2 separate regions of the Oryzias latipes genome follow, and region 2 is linked to region 1. Evidence: chromatin contacts called from public Hi-C data. All regions are on one chromosome and are shown on one strand. Each heading gives the region's core, a stretch centred on a gene start, on an enhancer-like site or on the middle of the called end of the contact. The rest is flanking DNA. Distances are from core to core; before and after follow the strand shown. Region 1 holds the start of ulk3 (serine/threonine-protein kinase ULK3). Region 2 has its middle 23 kb from the start of LOC101167694.

The links. Hi-C and Micro-C count contacts between places; a contact is called where the count stands out from the background.
Region 2: a contact with region 1 is called in a Hi-C map of embryo, with 1.7 times the contacts expected there. The contact joins the enhancer-like site here to the promoter of ulk3 in region 1. A contact is called at or near these places in 3 of 5 Hi-C or Micro-C datasets (embryo, fibroblasts and gastrula embryo).

The regions. Positions count from the first base shown.
Region 1 is chr3:31,123,065-31,128,259 of ASM223467v1, forward strand. ulk3 (serine/threonine-protein kinase ULK3) reads left to right here and starts at 2,675. Exons shown (of 17, transcript XM_004067452.4): 1 at 2,675-2,777; 2 at 3,236-3,445. The coding sequence starts at 3,341. It overlaps LOC101167193 (threonine--tRNA ligase, cytoplasmic), which reads right to left and starts at 2,634. Exons shown (of 19, transcript XM_004067451.4): 1 at 2,275-2,634; 2 at 1,962-2,048; 3 at 1,684-1,871; 4 at 1,483-1,606. The coding sequence starts at 2,592.
Region 2 is chr3:31,182,936-31,188,130 of ASM223467v1, forward strand. No RefSeq gene overlaps it. Among protein-coding and RNA genes, the nearest start is that of LOC101167694, 23 kb to the left of the region's middle. Within about 2 kb of position 3,091, at least 1 of the 8 cell types and tissues checked has an H3K27ac peak or open chromatin away from gene starts, as enhancers often do. A contact at or near this core is called in embryo, where this site is marked.

The DNA of each region.
Region 1 (5,195 bases), core at 1,425-3,924:
ATATCAGGTTGTGATGATATTTATTTGTTATTCCTTCCCACAGATGTTTACGCCGCTCGATTATCTCTAGGCCCCGCCCCCTCCACGCATTTTTGCCACTTACAGTGACTTATTCTTCTCACACGCAGTGGCCGCTTCACAGACGAGCATCACGCGAGAATGTGTGCTCGCGTTTCATGAGTATGTGCGCGAGTGTGTGTCTGCCTGCGTGTGCGCTCGCGTCTCAAATTATTTCATTGATTATCGATGTGCCCCCTCCACATTTAATGTATAAAAAAATACGGAGGGTGGGGGAGGCAAATTTACTGGTCGCACATGTGCGACTGGATGTAAAATTCAGTCGCACAGTCTCAAATTTTGGTCGCAAAATGCGAGCAATTGGTCGCAGTCTGGAGCCCTGCCACATGATTAGAAAAATGGGGAAGAAGATTTTTGTTTTCATGAGAATTTTTTCAAGTACTCATAAAAATACAAAAAAAAAAAAACTTTTATTTAACCTTTATTTACCCAGGAAATGTCTCCTTGAGATTAAGAATTGTTTTTCAAGGGAGTCCTGGCTAGGAGGAAACAATAAGTTACATTTAGAATTAAATTTAAACATTTAAAAAATAAAATAAATAAAAATGACAGCTTATGTAAAACAGGTACAGTTAAGTGTGACTGTCTCCCATTAATAATAAACAAAAGTGAGAGTAATACTCTTTTGGGAAAGGAGGAGTCCTCATCTTGCAGTCATTACTCAAGTAAACCGGGGAAAAAAAAATAATTCTGTGTTTCAAACGTTTAGTTTATGTACAAAATATGAAACACTTGGATGTATAATGCTGGGGTTAGCATTTTCCACAAATAATGAACAACAACAAGTTTTTCTATTTATTGTTTCTATCTAATAGAATGCCTAATGCAAACGAAAGTCTGTACTGGAATCCAGATTAAAGTTTAATCATGATTTTTTATAGAAAAGAATACAAGTACAATAAACATACATAGTTTTAGTGCTATAAAATGCAATATTGAAACGGAAAAACAATCAACTCCAGTTAGTTTCAGGTTGTTTGGGTCAAAAAAAACATTTATTTTTATTCTACATCTGCATTATCTAGCTCCACTGAAGAGGATTCTAAAAAAGCTATGAAGACATTTTAGCAAATCGCTCTATTAAGATTTTTATCCCTGAGATTTTGCAAAAATCACACCAAATTTAATTAAAATCCCAGAAATGTATAGTTACATTAGAAAAACTGGAATCATAAAACTTCTTAGGAGCACAAAAAGTTACTTCAGAGTAAAGGAATTTGTGTTTTTATATGAGGTCTTTGGTAATAATAAAATATTTGTTATTTTTTGAGAATGGGCTTCTATCCTTCACATTTGTGTTCTAAGGTAAAATTGTACAATACAAAAGAAAATGAGAAGAAAATGTACCATTTACATTTTCTTGGATCTAATAGCAAGACATTTTTAAACACACAGCGTACTCACAGCTTGAGCGTCTTCATTGTCAAAGCGTAAAAGCTCAAGAGAGCAGTCCTGCTGGAGGGGTCTGTCCAGATCCCAAAGCTCACCATTCACTCGAGAAATCACTGCATTGTCAGCCAGGCCCTGGCTGAAAGATGAAGTGCATCACAGTTGCCTCACAAATGTTGCCTTCAGCAACATGCTGCAGATTTCTATGATCATCACCTGATCTCGCAGGCCACCTGATAAGGTGTGGTGACCCAGGATTTGGCCGCCACCTTTTGCCCGTCTGGCAGCTCCACCGTGATGTCCTTGCTGTTCTGGGATCTTTTGGCCAGCAGGGCATCACTCTCTTTCTTTAGACTCTCATAGAGGGCGAGGCGCTCAGAGATGTAACCAGGCCAGGGATTCAGCTTCAGCAGGAAAAAATAGAAAGGAAAATCAAGAAAATAATGTCAGATTCATTTATTTATTTATTAGGCTGATGGATCTTACACGTTTACCTCCTTTGCACCTCCTCCAGATTGTTCCTTGTTTTGGTTTTTCTCCTTCTTGTTCTTGTCATTTGTTTTGGGGAGTGAGGGTTTCACCTGGTAAAGAATATAGTTTTTTTTTTAAAATATAATTTAAAGAGGATTTTTAGCCACAATTTTAATGTCAAATCATTAGCTGTCTTAATATCAAAGTAGTAACAGAGAACAGGGCTGCTATTTTTGGACTTGGTTGTTTTGGTTGACCATAACGGAGGGCCTGACTCCTGTCCTCTGGCATAAATGATCAAAAACGCCTATTATGCTTGCCAGTCTCGACTCCTACCCCGTTTGTCTGCTGGTGTTTGTTCCTTTCGTGGGCTGTGGCCTCCTTAGCCCCTTGCCGTTTATTTCGCGGCGCCTCCTCCTTCTCCTTCTCCTTCTCCAGCTCCAGCTCCGCCTGCAGACCTCGCCGGAGGTGCAGTAGCCGGTACTTGAGCTTCTCATTCTCCGCCTGCAGGCTCTCCAACTCGGGTGTAACAGCCGTGATACAGGCGGCGTCGAGGCCGTTGCTCAGTCCGTCATGGAGACTAGAGACCTCCTTCATGAGGAGTCGAATTTGCTCCTCTTGTGCGGCCAAACGTGCTGCTAACCACTCAGCCATTTTTAAAAGACCGTTAGCAGCTAACTTCCGGTCAAGCTGTGAAAGGTTATGGCGCAGTACTACAAACTGTCGCTAGGGGGCAGTAGCAAACTTTAATGCTGTCAATGCTGACGTCATCCTCTCACAACTGTCTGTCAATGGCGATGTAAACATTGGTTTCATGTGCTCTTTAATTGGCTAAAAGGGTAAGTGTTTGTTTTTTATTTTTAACTGTGCTGCTATAGGTACACGAAGAATGCACATTTATTTCGGAGTTAGGCTTTGGGTGATAGAAAAAAGCGGAATTTTCTTGCAGACTCATAGAACAGAAAATACTGTTTAGCTAGCTAAAACTTGGTTAGCTAGCACCGTTTGATTGAGTCATATTTATGTAAAAACGGTTATGTCTTGTCAGTGAATATTAGAAAGTTATTCGTGAGCTCGTTTTAATTGTGCTTGTGTTTTCGGGATTCAGTAATCTGGTTGGATAGTAGCTATTCTTGCTTAGATTATGATTATGTGTGAGAAGATTAACTCTGTAGCCTCTGTAAGTTATTAATTACTGAGTAGTTAATAATTTTAAAAAAATAGCTACTTTTTTTTCTTTTAATGATTTTTTTTGTTGGGGAATATACTAGCGTGAAATTTTACGTGTGACTACTAGGGAACCTCCCCACCTCTGACCCATGAAAGGTCGCAGCTCTGAGCCCCTCACCGTTCAAAGCAGCACATCTGTCTGGTTTGGTCGTTCAAATGCTGCTGTGTCAGCATGGCTTCAACATCAAGTTTTGCCCCCCCAAAGCTGGCGGACTTCATCCTGACAGAGAGGCTGGGCAGTGGCACATATGCTACGGTCTACAAAGCTTATAGGAAAGTAAGTAAATGAGATGCAAGAGAAAATTCAGAAAAAAAATCAAATTTGCTACTGTTTGTTCTTAGGAAACAGTCCTGAAACTCATGTACTGACTTTACTCTGTTGTGTATATATAATAGTGAAAATGAAATTTTTACTGCCCATTGTGCTGGGTAACAATGTATGTGAAAAGCTTAAAAGCAGTAGATGTAATTAACTTACTAGGTTTTCTTAAAGTAATTTATTAAAGCACAAAAGTGTTGTGTAGTCTGCCTCAGTCTGGTTCTCTTATAACATCTTCTTCTGCTTAACCTAATTGATAAACTTTGTATTCATTTAAATATTATTTGAACAGAGACTGTGAACATTAATGAACATTTCTGTAAATGTGCCAGTGCTGGCTCCAAAGCTGATTTTCAGCTGTAGTCCCTGGGAAAGTTGTAGGTTTGCCAACAACAAACACCAAAAATACATAAAACCGACTATAAAAATGACTAATAATTCAAAATCCAGTGAGAGTTGAAGCTAAAATAGTGGTCTCTACAGAGTTCATCAAAAATGACATGTCAGTTGATAAATTAACAATTTAAACAGTCAAATTGTGACATACATCCAACACTGATGCAAAACAGTATTAGCCAAATTTTACATTGCTTTTTAAATGTATTAAACGTTGGACACTCTCTTAGGATCCAGGGGTAAACTGTTCCATATGTTACAGCGCTTAACAGAGAGAAAAGATGGTCCAAATTTGGTACATCTGTAGGGCACCACACATTTACCCCTGGCTACAGACAGGATTTCAACTTGAGATAGATAGATAGATAGATAGATAGATAGATAGATAGATAGATAGATAGATAGATAGATAGATAGATAGATAGATAGATAGATAGATAGATAGATAGATAGATAGATAGATAGATAGATAGATAGATAGATAGATAGAGAGATGGATGTGCAAAATCCGCATGGAGGTGGGAAAGTGTTGACAAGTTTACACAGGATAAATACTCAAATAAGCAGATATACAAATACATGTATACATAAACATATACATACATGTGCTGTGGCATATATTCCTTTAATGGAGCAGGTGCAAGTCCATGAAGGATTTTATATATTGTACATTCAAATTTAAAGTGTTTATGATGATCAAAATAAAAAAAAAGTAAGTTTCCAGGATAAAACTGTGGTAAAATGAAATATCCAACGATGACATTGAACAAGCACCATAATTAGAATAATTAACACACATTTATAAAAAAACAGCCTTTGCTTAATCACTAAAATATTTAACCTTTTTTTCTTAATTCAAAATATAACATTATAATTTACATATTTTGGGAGTGTAAAGCTCATATACGTCACTATTTATATCTGTTATGCCTGTAATTATTTACAATGTACTTTGCATAAATTATATTAAATTAGACGATAATATGTACAACAAGAATACAATTAAACCTTACTAATAGTAACATGTCATTAACAGTGTTAAACATAACCAATATTCAAAAAAGGCTCTCAGACAGAAGATTGTAATGAGTATTTTCTTGAGAAAACAAAGTGTGCTTTTCTAAATTTAACATCTAAATAAGTTTAGAAAATGTGATTAAAATGTTGAACTTTGTCTGAAACTCTGTCTAACATCCAGCGCTTCACCATATCACAAACTATTCTTTTTGTGTTCAATCATTTACTCTAATACTAAATGTTTAATTTAACAAGAAAACAGCTTTATTAGATTTAGGCAGCAAAACGTAAAACA
Region 2 (5,195 bases), core at 1,841-4,340, 60 kb after region 1:
AAAAATGGTTATTGTGGCACATAAAATATGCTGCCCAAGCTCCCTCCTCTGCTACCTTCTGAAGCATCCACTTGTGTAAGTCTTGATTCATGTACGTCTTTGTTTGCCTCTTTCTATATGGCCTCTGGCTCAAAACTGTACGGCTGGATGACACTGATATTGCTCGCCATTTTTGTTGCACCAATAATGTTAGGTCTGGGTTGTGAGAGGGTGAAAGTTAGCGGGATAGACTGTAAACAGAGAGCTCTCAACAATGGGGAGGGGAAGAGGGGCGGGGCTGCTCTGTGCCAACAGGCCTGCCCACAGCTCAGAGGTGAACTTCTGATGAACTCCTACCACTCTGCAGAATCTCTCCTAGACAATGACAGTTTTTTGGTTTTTTTTACATTTTTATTTGGGCTAAAAACGGCATAATCATACTGAAAAGACCACTGGGAACGCTTTTACACCACAACAAAAGATGATCGAAGTGGGACTGAAATTTCCACGTACAAATGGTGTTCAGATGTGGATTCGTCTTCAGTTTCCAGCAAAACTGGAGTGTAAAGGCCACCCGGGACCTCTTTCTGATCCAAATGTCAAAATCCTGCACTTACAATTTTCAAACCTTTAAGAAAAATGGCTGTGTGAACAGGCACTGAAGAGTCACTGACTTTAGCCTGGAACGACTGGGAAGCAAGCCTTTCAAGACAAATGCACAGCAAACTGAAAATCAGCAGCACGGCTGCAGTCATTCAGGGAACAATGTGGTTGTAGGTAATAAGATAAAAACTCCAACAACATGTCAGTCCAGCAGCTGGATTTGGCTGCAAAAAGCTCCTAAATAAAAGTGGCCTCATTCCTGCTTCCTTTTGCTGCAAAAAACATTTATTTAAGCCACTTTAGCCCCATGTTTGATTGTTACAACTTTTGCACACTACAGGGTTACATTTTTTCCATCTTCCATTACATTTTTACTTAAAAGTTGAAGTGAAATTGTAGATGGAAAACAAAAATACGGGGAAGTATGTTTTAAACAGATTCAATACATTGTTTTTACTACATTTTTTATGTATTTTCTTTAAATTTGAACCCAACAAATGTCTTACATCTTTACGTTGGAAAAAATATATACAGAAATGTGTTGAAGCTACAAACTGAGCCTGGTGGATGTGATCTCCACTATCCGCTGCCTGGTCCCAAAGATCGACATTTACTCCAACTTTTGACACAAACGCTGTTTTCATCCCAGATTTGGTTGGCTGCGACCAAACCAATATAGTAAAAACTATACAAACTATAAATCGCTTTGCTTAAAAAAAGTTGGGATGCAATATGGACTTTCTCAAAATGCTGGAAAAAATAATTGCAGCTGCTAATCACAATCAGTGCAGTTCACAAAAACTGTGAGGCCAGATAATCATGTGATTATGCAACATCCTGTCTGACGAACCACGCACATAGCTGCAGAAAAACACATGCTTGCAGATGAAAAAGGCAGAGGTGATGGGGGCTTGCTGCGATTACCATCAACACAATTATAAATAGATGCTTTTAAATGATGACATCCTCTGTTTCTGCACAAAGCCTCCCAGGATGCAGACTCAGAGGCCCAGCAGCCACCATGGGAGCACATCAAAGGTCCTGTAAGCCACTGAGCCAATGATCCATTAAAGCAACTGCAAAAGGGACAAATGAAACAGGTCAAGCGTCTCCCTAAAGTCACTCATATTGGACCTAAAGTGACAGAGCCGGACCGGAATCGTGTAACGGAAATCTACTAATCAGCTTTTCTGCCTCACAAGTTAAAAAGACTGTGTGAGCGGAGTTACCAGGAGGTAACTGAATTAGGTGTTGCTGCAGATGTCAACTGCCAGCAGCTGCCGGATGCATGAAGCCAACACTTATTCACTACAGGAGGGTCTAAAGGCAGGGATACCCTGTTTAGCCGAGTCTGTTTGGTTTAGTTTAGCTATTACTTATTCAATTTCACGACTGATTTCATGTTCTTGGTGTGAAGCCCATTGAGACGACAAATGCTGTAATATTGGGCTATTTAAATAAAATTCAATTGAACTGCAAATCATTTGATAGCTGCAAAGATTTGAAACCTTTTACCAGATTTTCAGTTCTTTTATCTTTGCTCTAAACCTTTCCAGGCTTTTCTCAGAATCAGTCGATAATTTTTTGTTGTCATGAAGCGCTAGGATCTAGAAATAAAGAAATTATTTTTAAAGTGGGTCCAAATCCTTTGACTCCAAACTCTTGACAAAGGAAAGACTTCTTAAAAATGAAAAAAAAAAACCTCTGTACTGTAATTTAAATTGATTTTTTTTCTTTTTTATTCAATAATGTTGTCAAGTTAGACAGGCATTCGTTGTCATTACTTTGGAAACAAAAATTTAGATCTATGTTCCAAGAATAAGTACAAGTTTTAGATTTTATGAGGATTTATTAAGCTCGGTTAACTTTTACTAAGATCTCATATTTTTCACAATTTGTTCTAAAATGAGTCATTTCCATTTATCACGCAATCAGAACAGGTCCATGAAAACTCAAAAACCACAAACCAGCAAAAAAACAAACAAAAAAAAACTACGTATTATTGGGCTGTAGAAGTAACTATCCAACAGTTAGCTGTTTAGCTTATTTTTTTCCTTTTTGAATGCTTGTGCGGAACTCCTCGTTTCCAGATTAAATATCTTAGTAAAAGATTTCTTGTCAAGTAAAAAATAATTGTTGCATGGACAGATCTAGTCATTTTTTGTGCGTTATTTTCCTATAAGCTACCTCCTTCTGCAGTGATGCCTTTGTGCAACGTTTTTCAGGAACGGCTTCTCAGGTCATGACCCCACAAGTCAGTTGTTTTCCACTCAGACAGAGAACAATCGTCTTCAACCAACATGTCAAGAAATGCTCCTCTGTGCCTCCATATTGGCAGTCATGGAGAACACTGGTGCTGGCCAACAGCTTGGTGTGCAGCGGCTATGTGATTATACATGTCTGTTCACATGTGAGTTGCCACGGTGCGTCAACTTAATTAATGTGAATGTGCTCGAAGCGGCCCGGAGTCATTCCTGCCCACGGTACAGAGGCTGTTACATCACTCACATACAGAGCAGGAGAACACAGGAGCACGCCTCCACTCCCAGTCTGAGCTGCCGCCACATGTGGAATAAAGCTCTCCTTGCAAAATGGTTTGTTGTTCCCAGAGAGTTTCAAATGTCTGCTTCTCTCCTTCACACTTGTATCTGTGCGGCGGCGTTGGGCTGTGTGGCTGCGGCTGCGGCTGCATGGCCACGCTCCACTTCTGGCTGCGTTCATGACGTCTCTGCTGGCAAACGGCATTAAACAGGCTTTCAGCCCTCTTGTCCGTCTGCCCCCTCCCTGGCTGCTTTGACGGTCTGCAGGAGTGAAGCTCACAGCGCGTTGGGGTCACTTTGTTGGGGGCCCGTGAAGACCATGGAGACGACACTAAAGAGACATAAAGGTGCAAGAAATGCAGAACACAAGATCATCTGTCATTTTGCACATGTTTTAATGTCATTTTCTGAGACAGGACTTCATTATAATTTTCCTGACATAAAAATGTAACTCCTAATATTCTTTTTCTTTAACTTTTGTTTAACCAGGGGGATCCCTTTGAGATTTAAAACCTCTTTTTCAAGGGCGCCCTGGACAAGAATTTAACCCAAATTGTTTTCACGCAAGTTTAGATTCAGGAAAGAATAAATCTTCATGTGGCTCTCTGTATTTTTATTGTATTATAAGCTGTACTAACAGATATCAATCTTATGTTGCAGCTCAAACCTCAACAGACGTCTAATGTGATGATCTTTTTTTTTTTAAATGAATCATCAGTTCTCATGCTTGGTCAAAGCTCTGTTTTACTGAGGTCACTGCAAAAGCTTTTCTTAAAATCACAATAACATCTATGGCCAGACCTACTGCTGAGAAAAAAAACCAATAATTTTTCTAAGACACAAGCCTCTATTCATGTGTGAGAAAACACCACAGTAATCCCATAATGCTTTTCAACTTTTGAACCTGGTTGTACCCCCTCTTCCTGTCTCTTTCTCATGATTTGTAAGAAAATAAATACTTATCCCCAAGTGTTGACAGGTTGGTTGCTGCACTACTTTGCTGCATGATGCCTGGACTCCTGTGGCAAACAAACTTCACCGCAATAAATCTCTCACAAATCAAAATAATCACAAACAATTCATTTTACTCTGTCTTAACTCTCAACCGCTCACCAGCTGTGAGTGATTGCCCGTTTATTTAGACACAGCCATATCCAAGAACCTATCGCACCTGGACCAAAACAGGAAATCACACAAACCCATCTTAAAATAAAATAACCACTTGAAAACAAATGCTAAATAAAACAGAAATTGAGATCACATTTCACCACTGAGTGCTACAGTAAAGGCTGAAGTTGGCTTTCTTTTAGATGCTAAAATGTATCAAATTTCCTTTTAGGCCAAAAAAAGTTAAAGCATGTTTTGCTTACCTTTCATAATAATGCAGCTGGATAGGGAGAAATTACCAAATGTGTAATAAATGTTCATTAGTTTCTCTATAATGTCAAAATCCTGGTCATCATAGGTATGTGGTTAGAAAAGAAAAGTGATAAATGATATTTAGAGTAATATCTGATGTTTTTTTGCAGACTGATTCTTTTTTAGGTCATATCTTCTATTACTTGTTACATTTATTTTGCATTGAAATTGTTTTCTCAATACAGGACACCAAAAATGATGAACAAAGATGACTGGAGTCTTCAGACCATGCAGCTCATTCCTGATATGACACAAAAAGCAACATCAAAATATTATAAAATAAAATCATTTTGCAGTTTGTTTGTTTTTTGGGGGGGTATTCATAGTTTTGATTGTGTTACTGAGCTCATTGCTTTCACATTTGCCTTTTTTTTAAATCAGTGGAATACACGTCACTCCTCCCACAGCCCTTAATTTGATTGATTTCACTACAATTTTATTTATCTAGCCCAAATTCACAACAACAGTTGCTCAATGGGTTTCGTGCCGGTAATTGTAAGGTAAACATACAATCAAAAAAGGATCATCAATGCATAGAATCCAATAGGATAATACTAAAACTTTATCTAAACAGACTAAACTAAGACCCCCCGTCGCGGGAAGGGAAAAACTCCTAAAAAAAACTGATTCCGGAAAAAACAAAGAAACCTCAGG